2 separate regions of the Mus musculus genome follow, and region 1 is linked to region 2. Evidence: chromatin contacts called from public HiChIP or PLAC-seq data. All regions are on one chromosome and are shown on one strand. Each heading gives the region's core, a stretch centred on a gene start, on an enhancer-like site or on the middle of the called end of the contact. The rest is flanking DNA. Distances are from core to core; before and after follow the strand shown.

The links. HiChIP or PLAC-seq counts read pairs in DNA pulled down with a chosen protein or histone mark.
Region 1: a contact with region 2 is called in an H3K27ac HiChIP or PLAC-seq map of heart atrium, with 8 times the contacts expected there. The contact joins two enhancer-like sites. A contact is called at or near these places in 2 of 15 datasets of contacts at CTCF or cohesin (embryonic stem cells and large pre-B cells), 7 of 484 Hi-C or Micro-C datasets (cerebral cortex, embryonic stem cells and muscle stem cells), 4 of 115 datasets of contacts at active chromatin or transcription factors (embryonic basal ganglia, embryonic stem cells, heart atrium and 1 more) and 1 of 9 other capture datasets (embryonic stem cells).

Annotation. Positions count from the first base shown.
Region 1 is chr4:11,886,681-11,891,445 of GRCm38.p6, reverse strand. No RefSeq gene overlaps it. Among named protein-coding and RNA genes, the nearest start is that of Pdp1, 77 kb to the left of the region's middle. Within about 2 kb of position 2,050, at least 11 of the 459 cell types and tissues checked have an H3K27ac peak or open chromatin away from gene starts, as enhancers often do. A contact at or near this core is called in heart atrium, where this site is marked.
Region 2 is chr4:11,631,714-11,636,650 of GRCm38.p6, reverse strand. No RefSeq gene overlaps it. Among named protein-coding and RNA genes, the nearest start is that of Gm11832, 19 kb to the right of the region's middle. Within about 2 kb of position 3,025, at least 59 of the 459 cell types and tissues checked have an H3K27ac peak or open chromatin away from gene starts, as enhancers often do. A contact at or near this core is called in heart atrium, where this site is marked.

The sequences.
Region 1 (4,765 bases), core at 801-3,300, 260 kb before region 2:
GCTGGAATATAAATAGATACAGATGTTTATGACAGTTCCCCAGCCAGTTTAATTAACTTCACAAGTCAGCTGCCAGTTCTAAGTCAACTGCTTTGACACTTTCCATCTTCCACAGTTACTTCTTTTAAAGGGCTAGGTTGGATTTTTAATTCTACTTCAATGTTGATTTGCAAAGTTAGTTCATAAACTCAGATCAAAATATCAGTCTGTTTTTAAAAACTTGCAGATCTGGGATGGGAATATAACTCAGTGGCTTGCTGTGTCCAAGGACCTGGGTTTGATCCCCAACAGCACTGTATTTTCTTTTGTAAATTAAGCTTTGAAAAAGATTATTCAGTCTACAACTGAATTATATATGAGAGCAAAAGTTATAGTATTTGTATCATCTTCAAATCCCTTGATATTTTTAGGCCGTTCTCTGATTTTTAAAATTATTTTGTCTCCCAATTCCCCTATATGATTTCTTCATATAGTTTACAATGTTTGAGTATGACCTCATTCTAAGAAAGGTGTTGAGGAAATTAATGGAACCTTACACCATGGTTTGATATTTCCATATACTCAAGACTCAGTTTTCCATGGTTCTCTAGTCATTTTTATTTTTATCACGTAGGGTTCTGTTACTGCACAAATATTTGTCATCTAACACACAAATCTGAATTTTCAATGTTTCCTAGTTGATCTCCTCAAAACTCCAGGTAAACAGCAAGCTCAACCCACCTTCCCTGAGCTGTGTGTCACTCGAGCTGCAAACACTGAAGGTATGTGCCAATGCTTTTGTGAACCCTTGATTAGATGTTACTCAGTGCAGCTTAGCACTTACTTAAGCAGAAATATCAAAAGCCAGACATGTCCCACCAGGATTTATAAGACACTTAATTGGAAGTGACTGGAATCATATGCTATGCTATTTGAACTAGGGTTGTCTTATTGATTTGAGGCGTAGACTGTCTGTATTCTTATTGATTTGATTGATGCTAGACACACTGTGGATGAATAACTTTTCATTAGAATGTCCTTACATATTTTGTAGAGGGGTTTTGGCTTTTCTCACTGTGGTGTTTCCAAATTTAAGTTCTGAACTACGCTATTCGCTTGCCATTTTGCAAAAGCTTAATCCCTCGCCTCAGTTTTTCTCCCTGTCCTCATGAACCCCACAATAAGCTTTCTGCCTGACACAATCCTGTACAGCTTTCAAGGCCCAGTTCAAAAGCAGTCAAGCCTGTGCTATCCACCTTTCTGCTAACCCAAATTCCCTCCGTGATCCCACAGTATGATCCCCGTATGACCACAACTAAATCATAGTTGCTTACACACAGACCTTTCACTCTCATTAAACACAAGCACTCTTGAAAAGGAGGACACCGTTCTCGTTTCTCTATTTCCATACAGTGCTTGGTCCAGACCAGACAATGGAGTAATGACGAAGGAATAAATGAACAGATGTTAAAGGCTCCTTGTGACCTTAGCTGTGTTCCTCGGTCTCTTTACTTCCATATCTCTCTCTCTCTCTCTCTCTCTCTCTCTCTCTCTCTCTCTCTCTCTCTCTCTCTCTCTGTGTGTGTGTGTGTGTGTGTGTGTGTGTGTGTGTGTGTCTGTCTGTCTGTCTGACTGACTGACTGACTGTGTTTCAACTCTGTGTAATGCTAGGAGCTAGAGATGTGTCTCTTCTACCAGATCAATGTGAATGACTTTTGCAAATTGCCCATGAATGCCTTCTTCAGAATTACCTTCTAAAACAGGGCTAGGCAAAGCTTTCAAGAATTTATCATTTGATATGAACTTCGAAGTGTGGCTGCTTAATGGTCTGAGGTCCGTGGTTCCTTGTTAAATACATAAGGACTCTTGTTACTCCAGCCAGGACATACCTCTTCTGAGCTCTGGGTTGCATACATTACTGCTGGAAGCACCAGACCCTAGCAGCAGCCTGTACATTTCCAGTTGTAAATACTCTATCACTGCAATGATGTTTCATGGCAACACGCTGCTCGTGGCAACAAAGTTACACACTGTTCAGCCTTGCCAGGCACGAGGCACTGCTGAGAAGCTGCCAAAACATCAGAGTGCAGACTGAAGTGTGCCATCCAGAGACTCGACATGTGCAGACAGACTCATGGAAACAGGTGGCCCGATGGAAGAGGAAGGCCTGATTTGGGGTTTTAAATTTATAAATTCAACAACACAATTCTAGTTCAGCCCTGGCACACCAGACCTTGTGATCTTGCATTCCTTTAATTGGCGGTGCCTCTTGTCAACAGTCTGTGATGGGCATTGCCTCTGATCAAATATTGTGACTAGACACTGAGACAACAGCCTTGCCTGTTTCAGTTTTTCTTACATTTGTCTGTGTTTTGGGTTGATGCTTCAGCCACTCACTGCTGAATTTTTTTGTGATAAGATAATAATAGACAGTGGGCTATATGTGACTTATTATGATAATGCTACAATTTTCACACTAATTAATGTGTAGAGGCTTATCCAAGAAGAAGCTTCCAGAAAGGCAGACTCAAGTATGTCTGAAGAATGCACAAATGTCTCACCAAGCCAGTGAACCAGGGGACAATGACGATGCCTTCATCTGTGGCTCTCTAGAAAACGGAACGATAATACATAGATGTTAAGTCAATGGCTCAAACTTTAGGCCCACCATTTACTGTATGTGTGGCTAAAAACAAATTATTTAAGATGATTGAGCCTTACTGCCTTCGTGTGTGAACAGAAACAAAATCAAGTCGCAAGGTTGCTGGGCTACTGGAAGTAATAGAGTAATTACATTTTACTCATAAGGGGGCTGACAAAGAGCAAATATTTAAACTGTCACCTTAAAGGAATTGCATCGCTAAAAACCAGCGTTGCTCATGGAGACCACCTCTATGTGGTAGAATACTTCAAAACAGAACATATGGGGATAAGGGAGGTGCTCCATTTGAGGATACTGGTGAGAGTCATCTACGTCTATGCTCGAAGTAAACACAAGTGCTCTGAACTTTAGGAGTCTAGACTGTCGGACAGAATCAAGACAAGGTGTCAGCTTCTATCTGGACACCCTGGAAGGCCTGCAGTTCTCATCTTACAGGAGAAGATGTCCACAGCTTTGTAACACTATATCATCCCAGGTTGGTCTGTTGGAAGCTCTATTATACACATGTCCTTACTTGCAGGGTGAATCTTCAGATGGGGCTTCTTCTAAATGCAGCATTTGAGGGACCACTTAGAGCCTCACAGTATAAAGAGCACGCTGATGTTGCCTGAGATTGACCGAACACCAGAAGATGAAGCATAGAACAAAGCAGACTGTAGACAGTCCATCAGGAAGCCACAGACAGAGGCAGGGTTCATGTTCCATAAGGATGAGAGGTCCTTTTTGAAGTGGGAGCAGAACTGAGAAATTGTAGGTAATAGATTTGACAGGAGTGTGCGTCACTCGTGAGACAGGATGCATTAAGTATGGCTTTCACATTTTGCCTAGCATGTGTCATACGGCCATATGAATCATGTTAAGGTGTTTCAAATTTGCACCTTAAAATTTGGTTGTTTATGACTCAACAATTGAAGTGGCCTTTTTTTAAATGTGACTGAATCATAGACTCAGGGATGGGAATTGGACCACCCACTCACTGTCTACGCTTTCAAGGTAACTGGGTGAGATGTCACCACTCCAGCCCGTCATTTCCTGCACTTAACCCCCACCTCATATTTCCCTTTATTTATATTTCATTCTGTCTGTCTCTCCCCACTGGGATCTGAGCTTATAGAAAGCAAGGATAGAGGTCTATTCTCTGCTCTGTGGTCTAGCTCTCAGAATACTTCCAGGCAGAGCAGGTGCTCAGTAAATAATAGACAATTAAGTGGCATTTATGGCCATGGTTTCCTGGCAACAGGCACGAGGAGGAGCTACAGAAGCCAAGCCTTAGACAAAGGAATGGGTGCAGTGGAGGTTTCCCAACTTCTAGGCAGGGCACTGTATCCACAGAGAACACAAATAGATCACATGGGAGAAGCAGGGCAAGGCTTGGGGGAGATGAAGAAAAGCCCATAAACTGCAAATTCCCTCCTCCATCTTGGGTTCTGCATTTCAGTCGCTGGCCATTTCTCCTTCCTTTGGACTATGTTGAAATCCACCTGTTGTAGAATTATCCTATTTCAAGAGCACAACTGAGTATCATTTCACTCCTTCACATTATTATGCAGCCACCCATGTCCCAGTTCCAAACATTCTATCACCCTTACAAGGAAGGTTTGTTCCTATTCAACAATGGGTCCATAATCCCAACCCCACTTTAACTCTTGGTAACAGCTAGTCTGTTCTGTTTCTATAGATCTCTCTATTCTGAATTTCAATATTAACAATATCATATTCAAAGTATGGCCTTTTATATGTGGAGTCTTTGATTAAGCATGCTTTTGAGGTTCTCCTGGGCTGTAGCATATATCAGACTGTTAGTCCTTTTAAAGAATAAATAGCATCCAACTTATACAATCATATCAATTTGTCTATCTATTCACTAGGGATTGGATCCTTGTTTTGTCCACCTTTGCACTAATGTGACATCTCCATTACAAACATTTGTGTATGATGTGAGTGGCTCCTGTTTCAATTCTGTTGGTTATAGACTTGAAGTAAAATCACTATTTTTTGTGTGTGTTCCTCTCAGCGATGTTTCTGCTTGAGCCCCAGGGACTCTGTCAATCGGCTCACAGAGAAAACCTATGGCACCTTTTAAACATACACAAAAATAATTAAGGTCACTAATATATACCACAC
Region 2 (4,937 bases), core at 1,776-4,275:
AAAAATGAGTGGCCCAATATACCCAACTTAAAAGTTTTTAAAGAACAGTATTACAACAAACCTAAAGAAATATAAAGAATGAAAACATAAAAATCACAGAAATCAATAAACCAGAAAATAACAATTAACCAACAAAACCAAATGTTGAATGGAAACATGGGGGGGGGGGCGGGGGTAAGCCTGGTGAAACAGACTCTGGGAATTATTATCCTGAGATAAATAGAAGTGACTTGAAAGAAGACAATAAGGGGCTGGTGAGATGGCTCAGTGGGTAAGAGCACCCGACTGCTCTTCTGAAGGTCCAGAGTTCAAATCCCAGCAACCACATGGTGGCTCACAACCATCCCTAGCGAGATCTGACTCCCTCTTCTGGAGTGTCTGAAGACAGCTACAGTGTACTTACATATAATAAATAAATAAATCTTTAAAAAAAAAAAAGAAGACAATAAAATAGAAAAGCATTCTGAAACCAAAAATTTTTTGTAATACAAAAAGTGAAACCCTTAGGGGAAAACTGAATTTAAATTTTCTGTGCATCCAGATGTAGCAGAGGTGCAGCTTGGTCCTAATGTGGGCACTGAACAACTGGAGCGGGGGGTGGGGGGGCCTTTGGGTCTCAAACAACCGGAGTGGGGGCTATCCCACAAGTTGTTGCCTGTCTATGGGTATGTTCCTCTAACCTAGCTGCCTTGTCTGGACTCAGTGGGAGAGGATGTGCCTAGCCTCATGGGGACTTGATGTGTCACAGGAAGGGGGGACTTCCCAGGGGCGCCCCACCCACTCAGAAGAGAAGAGAAGGGAAGAGGGAGGGATTATGGGAGGAGTGGCCAGGAGGGGGGAGTAAGTGGGATGTGAAATGAATAAATAAAAATAATAACAATTTTTTTTAAAAAATTTAAATTTCTGTGTGTCACCCCACATACTACAACACTAACGTATAGAAGAAAGACTGGTGCATTAGAGCCATGTCAGACATGGGGGCAACCAGCTGCTCTCTGATTAGATAAGAGTCCTGCTCCCCTGGAAGGGTTTCATAGCTGGTACTGAAAACCTTGTCAAAATCCTATGACGGGGGAGGTCACAGGCCCTGTGAGGAACCTAATAGTAATTGTTCTGCTTAAACAGTCAAACTGTCAAACCGCATTCTCAATGTTGGTGTTTAAACCATAGATTTGTGTTGAAACACTGAAAGTGTTTGTCAGAGAAGCTCCTTTTAGCTGGGTGACGGTTAATGCATACCTATAATATGTCCAAGGGCCAAGTATAAATAGCTGAGTGTTCAGCTGTGGATGGATCACATATTAGCATCTAGGTGCCAAGGCTCGGGGAAACTTGCAGAAGAGGAGGTAGAAAGAGTGTAAGGGCCAGAAGACGAGGAGCTCTGTGAAATGACAATTTGTGTCCAAGGCACGGCTGTGGCATGGAGCTGCGTTAGTTGCAGAAGACCTGCACGTGATCAAGCCAGTCAAACTTTCAGTACTGGGGGGAAGGGAGCATGCCAGAGAGATAGCCCAGCAGTTAAGAGCATTGTCTGCTCTCGCAGAGAATCTGACTTCAAGTCCCAGCACCCACATCCTGGTTCACAACTACCTGTAGCTTTAGTTACAAAGGATCCAATACCTCTTCTGGCCTCTGTGGGCACCAGGCATGCTAGTGATGCCCAGGCATATATGCAAGCAAAATACCCACATACATAAAATACAATTTTTAATTAAAAATGAATAAAAATTCTAGCATGCATCAGAAAGGGACCTAGAGACTCCACCCCATCAGAGAAGTAATCGGTAGCTACAGGGAAAGAGAGTCCCTCTTCTTTGGGGACGAGGCCACTAGGAGGTGCTGATGCTGCAGTGGAAGACTGCATACCTATCTGTACATGGGCAGCATGAGCTGAGTGCTGGGGGATATTAATTTTACAAAATTGAAAAAAAAAAGAGAGGACATGAAGATGGGAGGAAGATGAGGAGCACTAGAGATAGCTGAAGGGACACAGTGGTGAATCATAGAACAGGAAAACCTACTGCCACCAGGTGTCTTTTGACATCCAGACACATGCCATGGCATGCATGTGAGCACACACACACACACTCTTCAGCACACTCACACACACACACACACACACACACACACACACACACACTCTTCAGCATGAATGGGGGTGATAAGTTCATTGCTCTATTCTTCAGGATGGTAATACTTTCTGAAGGAGGGACAGGATACACTCCCACATTTGTTATATCTTATTTCTGAATAAATAAAAGACGTGAAGCAAGTACTATATGATGCTCTGTTTTAGAACATGGTAGGTGTGCAGCTTAGAGAGGAGATTCTAGTGGCCTTTGATCTGGCCTTAGAAAGTAATTGGCCTTACAACAGAACAACAGGAGAACAGTGTAAATGCATTAACATTTAACATGAGAAGCCCTTCACGTGAGGATGTGAAGACTCACCAGCACAGTCAAGAGATGAGCACGGTTGTGCCGAGTGGAACAAGTAATAAACACCACAAGACAGAGGGGCTGGGCAGTGGGTGTCATAAGTAGAAACAGAGGTGAGTTAGTGAGGTCTGTTTGCACATGTTACATGTCTTCACGTTCTGTCCTTGCTGACAAGAGTGATGTGTTCTGTCCCAGGCAAAGTGTCCCACACCTGTAATCCCAGCCCTTGTGAGGATGAAGTCAGTCTACTGTACAGACCAAGTTCCAGGTGACCCAGGTCTACTACACCACCCTGTCCACTCCTCCTCCCACAGAGGACAACACTCTTCCTTCTGCCATCAGGAGGAAGTCTTTCACAAGGGAGTTTTAACAACACTTTTAAGATCCAGAGCAAAGGTTAAAGTGACGTCGTCACACCTGTTTCTCATGTGCCTTTAACTCAGAATGGCCAGTGTGCCATTGTGACATATAGGGAAACAGACGGCAGTCTAATGATGATGTTGTTGATAAAGGAGGATGTGTGAACAAATACATACAGCCAAGAAGTGTAGGCAGGAGCAACAGAGGGTTGCTAGGCAACAGAGGGTTGCTAGTCGCCATCACTAATGGTGCATGCTTTACAGAGCCTTGATAGAAGAATGAGCAGGCCTGCTTTTGTCAGCTGCAATTTGAACACAATTTACTCCTATTTATAGATATTCCCCAGCTTAGGAGTCCTTAAAGTTCTCCACACAGGCACCAGTTGATGAGCTCTGCCTCTGTGGGGCTCCAATAAAAAGATCTTTATGGTCAGTGGCCATGGGGTGGCTGACAACCGGGCAGCTTGAGTCAGCGCCCTAGGAGGAGCATGTGACCACAGTGCTGCAGAAAGGAGAGTGTTGGATCCTTGGCTTAGGGATTGCTTCCAAGGGAGACCTGGAAAGCCTTTCTGAGAGGTCGTGGGCCAGAGCCAATCAGATCTTCAGAACACTCAACAACACTCAGGGGAGATAAATATAGTTTTGAGCCCTGCAGAGGACCCCACCCTTATCTAAATTTGAATTTCAAATTGTTTGGCAAAAGCTAGCCAGGACTTGCTTGTGTTCCTAGGTTTCTATGGATATTATCTGTGTTACACAGGACACCCTAAATATCAGCTAGAATTTCACTTTTTATTCACTGGAGGTAAAATATAACATCACCTAACTTGTACAGCAAATCTGAGAACACAAAATTACCTCATCAGCACTTAAAGCAGAGAGGTTTTGAGTTGTGAGTGGTATCTTTTGGGTATGTCCAGTTAACAGGCCTATTCACCAAAGGAAATAAATCGACAAATCAGACTCCATGAAAAGGTCTAAAATTTGTGTGTAGAAAGGCAATTTCACCAGAGTAAAAGGGCAATCCACAGAATGGAAGGAAACTTGGAAATCGTATAATCTGATGAGAGTTTAGTGTCAAGAATGTATAGCGAACTAAAGCTCAACAAAAATACACACTAAGGAAGGCCATGTCAAGCTGTGGACATGGGCCTCCATTCCACAGCAAAAGGCTCAAGTCAAGACTAAGGCCAATGTAAAGAGATACCAACTGAAATGTATAGGACAGACATACGTGCAGGAAAAACAGTGCATATCTGCAACACACTACAGCAAAATGTTTTTTGTGGGTTTTTTTTTTTTTTTTTTTTTTTTGGTTGGTTGGTTGGTTGGTTGGTTGGTTGGTTGGTTGGTTGGGACTTTTTTAGTTTTTCCCCCCAATGGTATGTTTCTCCTTTTTTGTTGTTTTTATTTTTATTTTTTGTTTTCTTTGGGGGGATGCAAGGGCAGAAGGCAGAAGGAATAGGGGGAAATGAGTATAATTGGGGCACATGATGTAAAATTCACAATTAATCAATAAAAAATAAGCAAAAAGCTTTTTGCCAAACAGTTTAAAAGAATTAAAAAAAAAAAAAGCCAGGTGTCTTTAAGCCCAGCACTTGGGAGGCAGAGACAGGTGGGATCTCCAGGTTCGAGGCCAGCCTGGTCTACAGAGTGAGTAGTGAGTTCAGGTTATAGGACAGCCAGGGCTACACAGAGAAACCCTGTCTTGAAAACCACACACACACACACACACACACACAAGCGAAGGGATCAGACAATGTCTTCTGGCCTTCGGGGGCCTTACATACATTCACAAAACACTCATATACATAAAATCAATATATGAATAAAATTGGAATAATTTAAACACTCCTTAAGAACAGACAAATCAATAGTAATTTTTAAAAGCGCCTTTTCCAGCCTTGATTGTGATGGTGTGTGCCTGATCTTCCTGCAGCTTGTTATGCCATGTTTGGTTGATGTCCGCTGGAAGGCCTGCTCTTTTCTGAGAGGTGATATCTGGGGGAAAGGGGCAGCAGGGGGAGAGGCTGAGGGTAGGGAAAGGAGGGGAAACTGCAGTTGGGATGTAAAATATGAGAGAAGAATAAAAAAGAGAAAACTGTAGAGATAATTGTTACTACTTGTCGCCATTGTCCAG